Regions from separate parts of the Oryctolagus cuniculus genome. Here region 2 is linked to region 1. A link is a contact called in public Micro-C data. All regions are on one chromosome and are shown on one strand. The core of a region is the stretch at or near the end of the contact, and the rest is flanking DNA. Distances in the headings are between cores, read along the strand shown. Region 1 holds the start of ZDHHC13 (zinc finger DHHC-type palmitoyltransferase 13). Region 2 has its middle 28 kb from the start of MGRG4.

Region 1 (6,489 bases), core at 1,599-4,098:
CCCTGTGAAATCCATATATTGACGTTTTAACCCTCAGTATCTCAGAATGTGACTGTATTTGGAGATACGGTCTTCGAAGAGGTTACAGAGTTCAAATGCGGTCATGGGGGGAGGGTGCTCCAATCCAACTTAACTGGTGTGCTTACAAGCAGAGGAAATTAAGATGCAGACTCAGAAAGAGAGACCATGTGAGGATATAGGGTGAAGATGACCGTTGGTAATCCAAGGAGACAGGCCTCCAATGAACTCAACCCCACTAATGCCTTGATTTTGGACTTCTAGCCACCGAAAGTGCAATACAATAAATTTCTATTGTTTAAGGCACCCAGTCTGTAGTATTTTGTTATGGCAAGCCTAAGAAGCTAACACACAGAGAAAGTGATGGGAAACCTGGGACTCCAATTCAGGCTGAATCTCTGGCTTTGCCCCTTTCTTTTCTTTCTTTATTTTTTTTTAAGATTTTTATTTACTTATTTGAGAGGTAGAGTTACAGACAGTGAGAGAGAGAGAGAGACAGTGAGAGGGGTCTTCCATCCGCTGGTTCACTCCCCAAATGGCCTCATTGTCCAGAGCTGCACCAGTCCAAAACCAGGAGCCAGGAGCTTCTTCCGGGTCTCCCATGTGGGTGCAGGGGCCCAAGGACTTGGGCCATCTTCTACTGCTTTCCCAGGCCATAGCAGAGAGCTGGATCGGAAGAGGAGCAGCCAGGACTAGAACTGGTGCCCATATGGGATTCTTGCACTGCTGGTGGAGGATTAACCTACTGCGCCACCACACAGGCCATTGGCCCTTTCAAGATAGCATCCAGCTGGGCCATTCAATCCTCTCCCACACCCACTCCTGAGGATGATGACAGATAACTAGAGAGCCCATACATAGTGCTTAGTACTAGCAGGTCTTCCTCAAAGTATTTTGTATACATTAGCTGATTTCATTCCCTCAACAGCACTGTAAAGCAAGTACTGCTGGGTCCCGTGTTTACAGATGAGGAAGCAATGAGGAAGCACAAAGAGATTTCACAACTTGCCCAAGACACACAGCTACTAAGTACTGGACCTGAGATTCGGGCCAGGTTGTCAGTCTCAGAAGCCAGAAGCATGCTTTCACAAGTATGCTGTTCAACCGGAGTATGTCTAAAAGCCACAGGGTTTTCCAAGATGAGAACTAATGGCGGCACTTAGAGTCAGCCCTGGGTTTGCTTTCACATAGCCTATAGACATGGACCTGAAGTAGCTCATTGGAGGCAGAAAACAAATGAACAGAGGGGAACCAGGAGCCTGGCTAAGGAGTGGGGTGTTAGGATTTATTTGCTTCAAGGCCTTCCAATGTACTAGCCTATCATTACTGAAGCATTGAAACAGCAGCTTTTGAGCCTCCGTAAGAGACCTGGGTGTGAATTCTCTCTCTGCCATTTACTAGCTGAGTGACTTGGGATTTGAGGAATCAGTCTGAACCTGTTTCTTCTTTTGGGAAATGGGGGAAACAACACTCATCTTGTGGATTAGACATAATGTTTGCAAAACACTGGCACAGGTGCCAATGCACAGTAGTTGATCAATAAACAGAGCTCTGACTAGCCAAGCAAAATGACCACACCCAAACATTTCTTCCTCTGTGAAGCCTTGCCCAGCGCCTCATTCTAGTCTCTCTGAATTAACTGCTCTTTCCGCTGGTCCTCAAAAGAAGCTACTTGCACTGCTATTTGACAGTTTGTCCCTGCATGATAGAAGTTGATGACACACCTGTACATCCACCCATGCACTCCAACACAATTGGGCTGAGCATTTTCCATATCCCAGTGCTGTGGCAGGCACCGGGAGTTCAGAGATGGCCATAACATGGTTCCCGTCCTCAAAGGGCTTGGGCTTTCTGGACAACCAAGGGCTGTTGTGCCCAGTAGTCAGGAGCACTAAAATGTAATAATAATAATATACTTTTAATTTATTGTATCATAGTAACAGTCTTCTTGAGAAAACTCAGCATTTCGTTGGATTTTCCAGGTATTTTATGGTTAACATTACTAGTATGGGACAAGGGCATCATAATATTTTCAGTTTTCAAGATCACACAAGTAGACACTGGCAAATATTTTAACAGCTAACACGTATGGGCTCCTTTCCATAAGCCCATAGTACCATTGGTTCGGTACTTTAAACTTTTTCTTATTTAATCCTCCTGATAATTCTCTCATTTTTCTTCTTTCACAAATGAGAACACTGTAAACATTTTCGCAAGGTCGGCCAGCTACTCAGTTGCCCAGTCCAAAAAAAAATTTTTTTTGACAGGCAGAGTGGACAGTGAGAGAGAGACAGAGAGAAAGGTCTTCCTTTGCCGTTGGTTCACCCTCCAGTGGCTGCCGTGGCCGGTGCACTGCGGCCGGCGCACCGCGCTGATCCGATGGCAGGAGCCAGGTGCTTCTCCTGGTCTTCCATGGGGTGCAGGGCCCAAGCACTCCCTGGCCACAGCAGAGAGCTGGCCTGGAAGAGAGGCAACTGGGACAGAATCCGGCGCCCCAACCCGGTGTGCCGGCGCCACAAGGCGGAGGATTAGCCTAGTGAGCCGCGGCGCCGGCCCGCCCAGTCCAAATTTGCTCTCGGTAGAATGTTGCTGCTGTTGTCCTAACAGCCAGAGCCTGTAGTAGCAGGATCACTCCACCACGGCGAGATGCGCAGTCTTGCGCGGAGGCTGTGGGAGCCCGAGCGTACCGCGGGGGCGGGCCAGGGGCGGGGTCTCAGGCTGGCGCTTCCCTACTGGCCTCCCAGGCGGAGGAAAAGTTCCGCCTCCAGCCGAAGGTGCTCGCGGATTGGCTCTCTGAGACCGATTGACGGCACAGAGTGTAAGCTGGGACCGCGGCGGCGGAGGCGGGGGCGCGAGCAGGAAGTGAGAGTAGAGGCGGCCCAAGGCGGGCTGGCAGGCGGGCGACGGCTGCCACTTCGCCGAGTCGCTGCCGCTGCCACGGGTCCCTGGGGAGATGGAGGGCTCGGGGCTGAGCTCGCAGGTGAGTGGGGCTGGGGCTGTGGGGAGAGAGACAGTGTGGAGTGGAAGCAGCTGAGGGGCCTCCGAGGGCAGCGGGGGCCTGGTCCGGGGAGATAGGAGCTTGGAAACTCTGAGAGAGATGCTGGAAAGCCGAAGACTGTCGTCTGAGGGCCCGCGCCGGCCCCTCTGGCCTCCAGCCGCAGGTCAGGGCGCCCCCTGGGCCCTGGGGCCGGTGCCCGGCGCGAGCCGCTGTGGGGCCTGGTTGGGGGGTTCGCTGTGCCTAGGGGACGTGTCAGGTGACACATCTGAGTTGAGCCAGCGCGCCTTGACCTTGGTCTGGCGTCTGAGCACCCGCGGTCGCCTCGCACACCCTGTTGTAACTCTTGTTCCCGCATCCTTGCTTGCTCCTGAAAAGAATTAAGGCCGTCTGTTCGGGCTGCTGGGAGGGGAGGTACGTGATAGCCATCTGCAGAATCCCGGAGGACTCCGTTCTGTGGAGGAGGAATTAACAGCCAGGTGTGAGGACAGGAGCGGGCGACGGGCAGGGAGTGTTGGCACCGAGAGAGGAGTTTTGTCCATTTTCCGTACGCACTTTTCCCAGTGCCTAGAGTACAGAAGGTCACGGAATATTTGTTGAATACATGAAGAATTAGCAGATTGAGCACTTTGCGTATGCCGGATACTTTTACGTGTGTTGTTTTACTCCAGAGTCAGTGCATCCTTAAGGTATCTCTCTACTTATAGATTAAAAAACAAACAACAACAAAACAAAAACTGAGGGTGTCTCCGACTTGAATGAGTGGAGTCACTGATTTTCGAGCATGAAATGATTGAAGTACGTGGACCCTGAAGAAGGTCTTTCAGTCCCGAGAATGTGTCTCTTGCTCCCCCTTTTCCCGTGGAGGTTTAAGTGACAGGTTGTGTGGGGGAAGCATAAAGGTGTTCTTACTGGGTGTTGGTGCATTTTGAGTCAAGAAAAAATGGTGTGCAAGTAGGACTTTACAAAAGCGTGTAGAATCTTCACATAGAAACCGTGTCTTGCTGTTTTTCTCAGAGCCTCAAAGAAACTTAGTAGAAGTGGCTATCATGTCCTAATTACGGGCATGCATTGACAAAATCCTTCAAGCGCCCCACGTGTACTCCGTCAGCTGAAGGGAAGACAGGCGTGCCCCAGTCCCTACACGTGGAGGGAGAGAATGACTCAGAGGTGGCTGTGAGTAGGGCAAGGTAGAGAGAGCACAGCAGCCACTGTTTTTTCTATCATGTGAAGATCTTAGCTATATGCTGTGCTTCACAGGGGGCAAAATGCAGCCCCTCTGTTGATTTTCACTATGATCCTGTGAAGTGGAGAGAGATTGGTACAGTAGTCCCTTGCTCTCCGAGCAGTAGGGGTTGATTCTAGGACCCCTGCGGATACCACAATCCACAGATGTTTACTCTACTTACATAAAACGGCATAGTATTTGTATATAACCAGTGCATATCCTCCCATATATGTAAATCACATCTAGATTACTTACAACACCTAAAAGTATATAAATACTTGTTAAATTCTACTATTTAGGGAGTAATGACAAAGAGTCTGTACGTGTTCAGGCCTAACAATTGTAGGCCTAACTACACAGCAGTACATGTCTACATGTCTGCATCAGCTTGACATTTTTTTTTTTTTAATATATATTCAATTCACAGTTGGCTTAATCGGTAGATTTGGAATCCAGGGATGTGGAGGGCTTTGTGTATGGTTGCTCCTCAACTTCCCATGGGTTATGCTCAAATAACTTGTTGTAAGTTGAAAATATTTGAAGTGGAAAATGCACTTAATACACCTAACCTACCAAACATAATTTAGTCTAGCCTACCTTACATGTGTTCCAAATTTTCCTGCATTTGAGCTAAGTCATCTAACACAAAGCTGATTTTATAATAAACTATTGATTTTCAATAATTTTTTGTATACTGAGAATAGAAAACAGAATGGTGGTGTGGGTCCCCAGTATATATACACCGCGGAAAGCACACTGGGGCTAAAGAATGTTTGGAGCATTGAATTAAAATTAGTTGCTGAATGGTGGGGATGCTATAGCAACAGGGCCATCGATTTCTGAGAGCTGTGGCTTGCTGCCACTGCCCAGCATCGCAAGAGAATGCTGGTATCACTCCTCTGGGAAAGATTAAATTTAAAATAAAGTTTCTACTGAATGTTGTCACTTTCGCACCATTGTAAAGTCAAAAAATCATGTCTGATGATCTTAAATCATGGACCATGTGGTATTCGAGTTAAGAGAAAGAATTGAAGCTTAAAAAATTGGACTCACTTGCTACAAGTCAAATAGCCACTAAGTGGTAGAGCCAGGACTTCCTTTGTTCATTTAACAAATGAAGTGGTTTTTTTTTTTTTTTTTTTTGGCTTAATAGTGGGTCTTAACATTTGAAAATCAGAGTTACAGATAGAGAAGGAGAACTTCTGTCTGCTGGTTCACTCCTCAGATGGCTGCAATGGCCAGGGCTGAGTCAGGCCAAAGCCACAAGCGAGGGGCTTTATCCAGGTCTCCCACAAGGGTGGTAGCAGTGCAAGCAGTTGGGCCATCTTCTCCTGCTTGGACTGTTAGCAGGAAGCTGGAGCAGAAGTGGAACAGCCGGGATACAAGCTAGTGCCCATATGAGAAGCTGACTTTGCAGGCAGTGGCTTTACTTGCTGTGCCACAGGCCAGCCCTGAAAAATGAGTTTTGAATGTCTCCTAGGTGTTAAGGTATCCTTCTAGCTACTGGCAATAAATTAGTGGATAAAACAAGAAAAAAGCATTCCCTGCTGTTGTTGAATTTGGTTTTTGATTCCAAGTTCATCATTGATGGATTTTTGCCAGAATGCCTATACAGCTGGTCTTCCCATCAGTTTCTTTCTGACCGACCTCACCTTTTTTGAGTACTTTCTTACTTGATCCATCAGCCCCAGCCCCATTGGCTTTGGGGGCTTAAACTTGCTATTTGCTGTGGCTCAAATGCTCTTTTGTTGTGTACCTATGTGGCTGATTTCTCCACGTCTGAGATCTGGACACAAATACCACTTCAGTGTGGCATTCTGTGCCCCTGTATTCCCTTCATCACTACTACCAGTAAAAATCCCTTCCTTGTTTTATGTTGCACCTCAGCATTTAATACCATGTAACACACCTGTTGGTCCTGTTGACCTCTTAGGTTCACTGCTGTGTGCTGCATGTCTAGAACAGGTCCTAGCATTGATGAAAATACTTGTCTAAGAAGGAACTTGGAAACTGAACTCTGCTGCTTGTGTTAATGTCATGATAAACTACAATGGCCATGTGTCAGCTTTTTCACTCTTTCTCATTGTTTCATAATCTGGCAAAATACGGTTCCTCATCAGAGTTCCAGTATGATTTTCTAAATCTTGGTTTTTCTCTTCAGCTGATGCCCATTGTAACTTCAATAGTACTTACGTACTATTTAAAAAGGTAATGTTACCCATGCTATTTCCATGTAACAAATGACACA
Region 2 (6,489 bases), core at 1,859-4,358, 47 kb before region 1:
TGGGAAAGCAGTAGAAGATGGCCCAAGTCCTTGGGCCCCTGCACCCACGTGGGAGACCCAGAAGAAGCTCCTGGCTCCTGGCTTCAGATTGGCATAGCCATTGCGGTCATCTGGGAAGTGAACCAGTGGATGGAAGACTTCTCTCTCTTGTCTCTACCTCTCTCTGTAACTCTGTCTTTCAAATAAATAAAATGAATCTTTTTAAAAACCACAATTTTTTTGACAGGCAGAGTGGACAGTGAGAGAGAGACAGAGAGAAAGGTCTTCCTTTGCCGTTGGTTCACCCTCCAGTGGCCGCCGCGGCCGGCGCACTGCAGCCGGCGCACCGCGCTGATCCGATGGCAGGAGCCAGGTGCTTCTCCTGGTCTCCCATGGGGTGCAGGGCCCAAGTACTTGGGCCATCCTCCACTGTACTCCCTGGCCACAGCAGAGAGCTGGCCTGGAAGAGGGACAACCGGGACAGAACCGGCGCCCCGACCGGGACTAGAACCCGGTGTGCCGGCGCCGCAAGGCGGAGGATTAGCCTAGTGAGCCACAGCGCCGGCCTAAAAACCACAATTTTAAAACAGATAATTTATAATATAAAATTGTCCTGAGAAATAAGTACATAAATACGTATAAATACATATGACCTGTGTAAAGGAAGAAAAACATTCTTGAATAACACAGAAAAATACCTAAATAAGCACTCGATACAAAGTCTCTCATAGAGTCTCAAACACTAACTGTTAGTGGTTTTCAAATTCCATTGCTAAGCTAAAGTCAAGTGGGGAGCCTGGCCTGAAAGCTTGCTTCACTGATACGCGGCTACTATTAGGTAACCAGAGGAGAAGGCTCTCAGGGATGCTGAAGCAGAAGCAATGAACAGGCTTTTAGCATTTTGTCTTGTGTTGAGAGAAAATGTGACAGTACAGTTTGAGACATGCTCAATCGGACTTGCCCCAAATGGTGGAGTTAGAAATGTGCTGGGAGATCCAATACAATCCCATCAAGGTGGCATGTACCAATGCCATCTCACTAGTCCAAGTGATCGATTTCAGTGCACAATTGATCACACTGATAGGTCTAAGAGTCAAAGGGATCACACAAACAAGACTAGTGTCTGCTAATATTAACTGATGGAATCAAAAAGGGAGAGAACGATCCAACATGGGAAGTGAGATACACAGCAGACTCATAGAAGGGCAGATGTCCTAAACAGCACTCTGGCCTCAGAATCAGCCTTTAAGGCATTCGGATCTGGCTGAAGAGCCCATGAGAGTATTTCAGGCATGGAAAGCCAAGACACTCCGGCCAAAAAAAAAAAAAAAAAAAAAAAAAAAAAAAAAAACCTAAATGAAAGATCTGTGCGAGTGAGATCCCAAGATCCCAGTAGAAAGAATGGGGCCATCAAAGAAGGAGGTACCTTTCTCTGAAGGGAGGAGAGAACTTCCACTTTGACTATGACTTTGTCTGAATAAGATCGAAGTCGGCGAACTCAAATAGCCTTGGCAACTCATGACTAGAGCCTAGGGAGATTACTGACACCATAAACAAGAGTGTCAAATTGTTAAGTCAACAACAGGAGTCACTGTGTACTTACTCCTCATGTGGGATCTCTGTCCTTAATGTGTTGTCCAATGTGAAGTAATGCTATAACTAGTACTGAAACAGTATTTTACACTTTGTGTTTCTGTGTGGGTGCAAACTGTTGAAATCTTTACTTATATATACTAAATCGATCTTCTTTCATATAAAGATAATTGAAAATGAATCTTGATGTGAATGGAATGGGAGAGGGTGCGGGAGATGGGAGGGTTGCGAGTGGGAGGGAAGTTTTTTTGGGGGGAAAGCCATTGTAATCCATAAACTGTATTTTGGAAATTTATATATACTAAATAAAAGTTTAAAAATTTGGGAAAATTAGACATTCATGGGTAGGACTTTAATAATTACTGAGTGACAACAGTTTTCTTTTTTATATGAATTATATGAGCCTGTGTAAGTATGTGAATATGTTTGTAAGTATATCTGCACACAAACCAAACAATATTATTTTTTGCTTGAACCATGAATGCATTTGCTATTTTTTAAACGGTATATTGAAATAATAAAAAAATTAAATGCAAAAAATAAATAAATAAATAAATAAATAAAATGCTTTCTTTGTGATTACGAGTGTTAAAAAAAAAGAAAATGTGACAATACCACAAACGGCCACTAGGTGGTAGTCAACACCCACGGTCAGGATCCTGCGACCCTTGCCGGGCCAGCTGGGGGCCCTGTGATGACGTCCCTGAAAAAGTCCTTGCCCTCGTCAACACCTTCATTCCCCATTTCTTTCCTGGGCTGTCACGAGGCTTCCGAAACCCAGCCCCCGGGACCTGCTGGCTTTGAAGCCGCTCAGCACACGCCGGCTCACCTGGGTCCTGGGGCTGAGCAGTGGCTGCACCTGCACTCGGAGGGAGGGGGCTGCGGCTCTGCCGCCTGCGGCGTGCCGCTGAGCGAAGCCCCAGCTTCCTTCTCTGCCCCTGCGAAGGCGGGAAGGCGGCCGCAGAGGGCACCGCCCTGTGAAGACAGGGAGCAGGGTTGCAGCTGGGATAGCTGCCTCCACCCTCACGGGGACCGGTGTTGGGGAGCAAAAGGCAAAAGGCGCTGCCTTGAGGAGGCAGCAGACAGCAGCTCCTCCCCATTCTAGATTTCGGGGAGCCCCGGTGACCTCCAAGTCACCCTCTTTTCCCAGGCCTGGCTGCCACCTGGTGAGGCCTGCCGGTCTGGTTTTCCCCACCTCTCCCTCTCCCAGTGATTGGCCAGGGCGGGGCCCGGCTGCCAGGCATCGGCCAGGGTGTGTGCTGGGCTGGGTGGCAGAGGTTGGGTAGCCCCAGAGGAGGGCGAAGGTCCAGACAGGTACCTGGGGTTAACTTCCTCCTACAGCTCAGGAAGCTGGGAACTGATCTCCCCCCTGCCCTCTCCCCTCCCTGGCCTCCTGGCTGCGTGGAGGAGTCTGGAGGGGCCTCTGGGTCAAACCAGCTCCCCCACCTTCACCGGCCCCCACCAAGCGCTCTGTGGCGCAGCCTCCCAGCCCTGCCCCCTGTCGGTCCCTCTTCTCCACCTCCTGGGATCCTCTTAACCCTCTGGGCCCAGCTGGGCTGCCTTTGGCTGAGCTCCTGCAGCCCAAGCCCGGCACCTGCTGCCCCAGGCTGTGGACCGTGGTTGTCTTCTCTGCTCCTGCGGGCTGGCAGCTTCCTGAGAGCAGGCTCCGACTGTGTGATTCACCCACTGGTCCCCTCGTCCATTTGTCCAGCAAATACTTACTCAGCATCTGTCTCCCAGCAGCCTTGCTTTGCGTGCTGGAATGGGCGCCTGAAGCCAGCTCACAGCTCTTGGTCCGGGGCTCTTTCCCCTCTCCCCACCCACCTCACCAGCACCAGGGAAGCAGTGCCCAGTGCGCTAGGAGCCCTGATTAGTGGTGTGCTGGAGCGTTTTCAGACAGGCAGAGGGGCCTAATGGCATCTCTCTGCCGTGTCTCTCTTCCCCTTGAATGTCATTCTCAGCTAAAACACAGACCCGCCTTGCCTGCTCCTGTCTCTGCAGCCTCCTGGGTAGTCCTGGGTCAGCCACTCCTGACTCAGGCAACTCCTGAAACTCCTCGCGGCCTGGACTGCCTGCTCTCCGAAAAGGAGCCAGCAAGCGTGTCTTCTCCGCTGGGTGGCAGGGGAACGCTCTGTGCCTTCATAAGCAGTGGTTCCGGTCCCCAGGGGCCTGAGGACTGAAGTCACTCCCACCCATGGCAAAACGGGCTCCACTTAATGGACTCAGAGGCAGGCATTCCGGGGCCCCTGCTCTCAGCACCCAGCAGTGCACCTACCATCACTATGGCAACAACATCAATCCGTTGGGTAGCACTTACCCTGTGCCAGCCACTGCTCTCAGCAGTGCTGATGTGGACCCGGAGCTGGGAGGGCAGGGCTCCTGACTGCTGGGTCTCCGAGTCCTTGGTTTGCACAGGATTGCATTTAGAAAGAGGTTCTGGGCTCAAAACAGCATTGGAGGGGACGGTAGAGCCAGGTCACTCCTAGAATCCACGTGCGCTCCCACCCCCTGGAGCAAATCCATTCACTTCACAAATATGCAAACACCAGGCAGAGAATCCACCTGAAAGGAAAGAGTTGCAGGGATGGACATTTGGCCTAATGGCTAGGACGTCCCTCGAGGCACCCACATCCTGTATCACAGGGCCTGGGTTCCTGCGGGTGAAGGCTCAACTGGTTGGGTCCCTGCCATCCACATGGGAGACCCAGATTGAGTTATGGCTCCTGGCTTTGGCCTGGCCCAGCCCAGCTGTTGTGGGCATTTGGGTACTGAACAAGTGGATAAAAGATTCCTCCTCCTCCACTTTCAAATAAACACAAATCAAAATGAAAAAAAGAAAGTATAGTTTTTGCTCTCATGGATATCAAAAGCAAATTTAAAAAAGACCAAAATCAAGAAAGCAGCAAACAAATGGAGCGATTGCACACTATGATCGAGGCCATGAAGGAAATCAATATTACAGATTGGTGGAGAGTCACATGGCAGCCCTGTTAGATGGAGTGGCCGGGAAGGATTCTCTGAGAAGTTTAGGCTGAGCTCTGCAATGCGAAAAAGAACAAGACTTATCGAAAACCAGGGGAGGAGCATGCCTGAAACAGGAACCCACATGTGCAAAGGGCCTGAGGCAGGAAAGATGTTAGTTTCCTCTGTGGCTGGAGCAGAGGGAGGCAGAGGTAGAGGTAAGGGCTAAGAGTTGGGTTTATTCTGAGTGCAAAGCCGCTGGAGAAGTCTAAGCAAGGGTGAGGTGCTCTCTGAATTGCATTAAGCAGATTGCTTTTCCACTGAGAGGATGTCTTGAAAGAGGCAAGGAGACCCCTAAGAAAGCCCATGCCTACGCACAGAGGACAGTGCCTGGCTGGGAGTGGCTGTGGAGCCAGGACAGGGCGTGGTCTGAGTCAGAGCTGCCTGGATTTGCTCAAGGACCAGACATGGAGGGTGGGTGCAGCGGTGAAGTTACAAAAGGTGTGAAACACACCCTGCTTTCCCGCCTGGATGTGGTCGGCGCTCCCAGAGTGCCTACCTCTGCCTTCACCAACTGGAATACTTTTCTTTGCCTGTGCACCTGCTACACTGGTTTCTCTGACACAGAACCCACCCTCCCCCACCCACTCCCTCCAGCTCACTCTGGCTTCTGAGCCTTGGCACTGCCTGCACTGCCCCTGCTCTTTACTTGGGCTGCTAACTTCTTGTCTCTGGGGACTCAGCTGGGCCATTTCCTTTCCCTGCTAGCCATTGCTGAACACACGAGGCACGCCCTGACCAGAGCCCCCTCCACCCACCCACTCTCTGACACTACCCTATTGGGGGTCCTTTACTTTGGTCATCTGAAAGGATCTGGTTCCTTTATTTGCTTGGGTTTTTCTCCACCTGCCTTGCCACTCTAAGACCAGGGGTGGTTGGGGCGGGCCCTGCAATGCTAGATCTCCCCATAAGGGAATGCGGCTAAATTTCCTTTGCAAAATCTGATTCAGATTTCAGGACTGACCTAACTGGGTACATATACTGTCACGTTTTGTGATTTATAAAATGTTTTTTTGCTGACAGCTAAAAAACAGTTTCCTGCAGAACATCAAGATATTCCCGAGACAAGAGAGAGGTCTCGTGGGACCCTATGTGTTTCCACCCCGTCTTCCGCCTTGGCTTTGCGTATGCTGGAAAACACCTGTACTGACGTCTCGGCTGACTGCAGCCAGTGATCTTCAGCCCCATGGGACGCACATGAACATTCCCTGGATCATAAGATCGCATCTGGCAATGACCCCAAGATTTCTCAACCTTCAGGCTAAGACTGAAAAGGTTTCAGTTCATGTTGATGAAGACTGGAGGGTTTAACAATGAGAGAACAGAAAATGCTGACTGGTTTTTGTCATCGAGCTCATCAGAGGCAGCTGTATGATAGTGGGAAGTGTACTGGGCCACATCAGAAGACTGGGCTGTGGGTCCTGGCTCTGTCCAGTTCTAGCTAGGGGACAGCAGCTCCATGAAACTGCCTCCTCTGCTCGTGAGGATGACTGATCCCCACTGGGTGTGAAAGGCGTCTCCAAGCAGGCATGGACACAGCAGAGGTAGGCTGGGGTGTGACCATGACTGCTGCTCCACAGTTGTGATCAAGACTCGCTGAAGGGGCCCTCATGGAATGTGGCACTAAGAGAGGACCCGAGGAGGGTCTACATGAGTCACCTATAAAGGACGAGGGCCAGAACTTGGTGCTGGCAGGTGGCGGAAGGAGCCATGGAATCCCAGTGCTAGGGGAAGTAGCACAAGAAGAGATGGAAGACTGGCGCCGCGGCTCAATAGGCTAATCCTCTGCCTAGTGGTGCCGGCACACCAGGTTCTAGTCCCAGTTGGGGCGCCAGATTCTGTCCCAGTTGCCCCTCTTCCAGGCCAGCTCTCTGCTATGGCCCAGAATTGCAGTGG

Evidence for each region. A called contact is a pair of places that touch in the nucleus more often than the background predicts.
Region 2: a Micro-C map of ear pinna shows a contact between it and region 1, with 2.0 times the contacts expected there. The contact joins the enhancer-like site here to the promoter of ZDHHC13 in region 1.

Annotation. Positions count from the first base shown.
Region 1 is chr1:47,294,687-47,301,175 of mOryCun1.1, reverse strand. It overlaps ZDHHC13 (zinc finger DHHC-type palmitoyltransferase 13), which reads left to right and starts at 2,848. Exons shown (of 16, transcript XM_051851863.2): 1 at 2,848-2,998. The coding sequence starts at 2,972.
Region 2 is chr1:47,342,085-47,348,573 of mOryCun1.1, reverse strand. No RefSeq gene overlaps it. Among named protein-coding and RNA genes, the nearest start is that of MGRG4, 28 kb to the left of the region's middle. Within about 2 kb of position 3,108, at least 3 of the 8 cell types and tissues checked have an H3K27ac peak or open chromatin away from gene starts, as enhancers often do. A contact at or near this core is called in ear pinna, where this site is marked.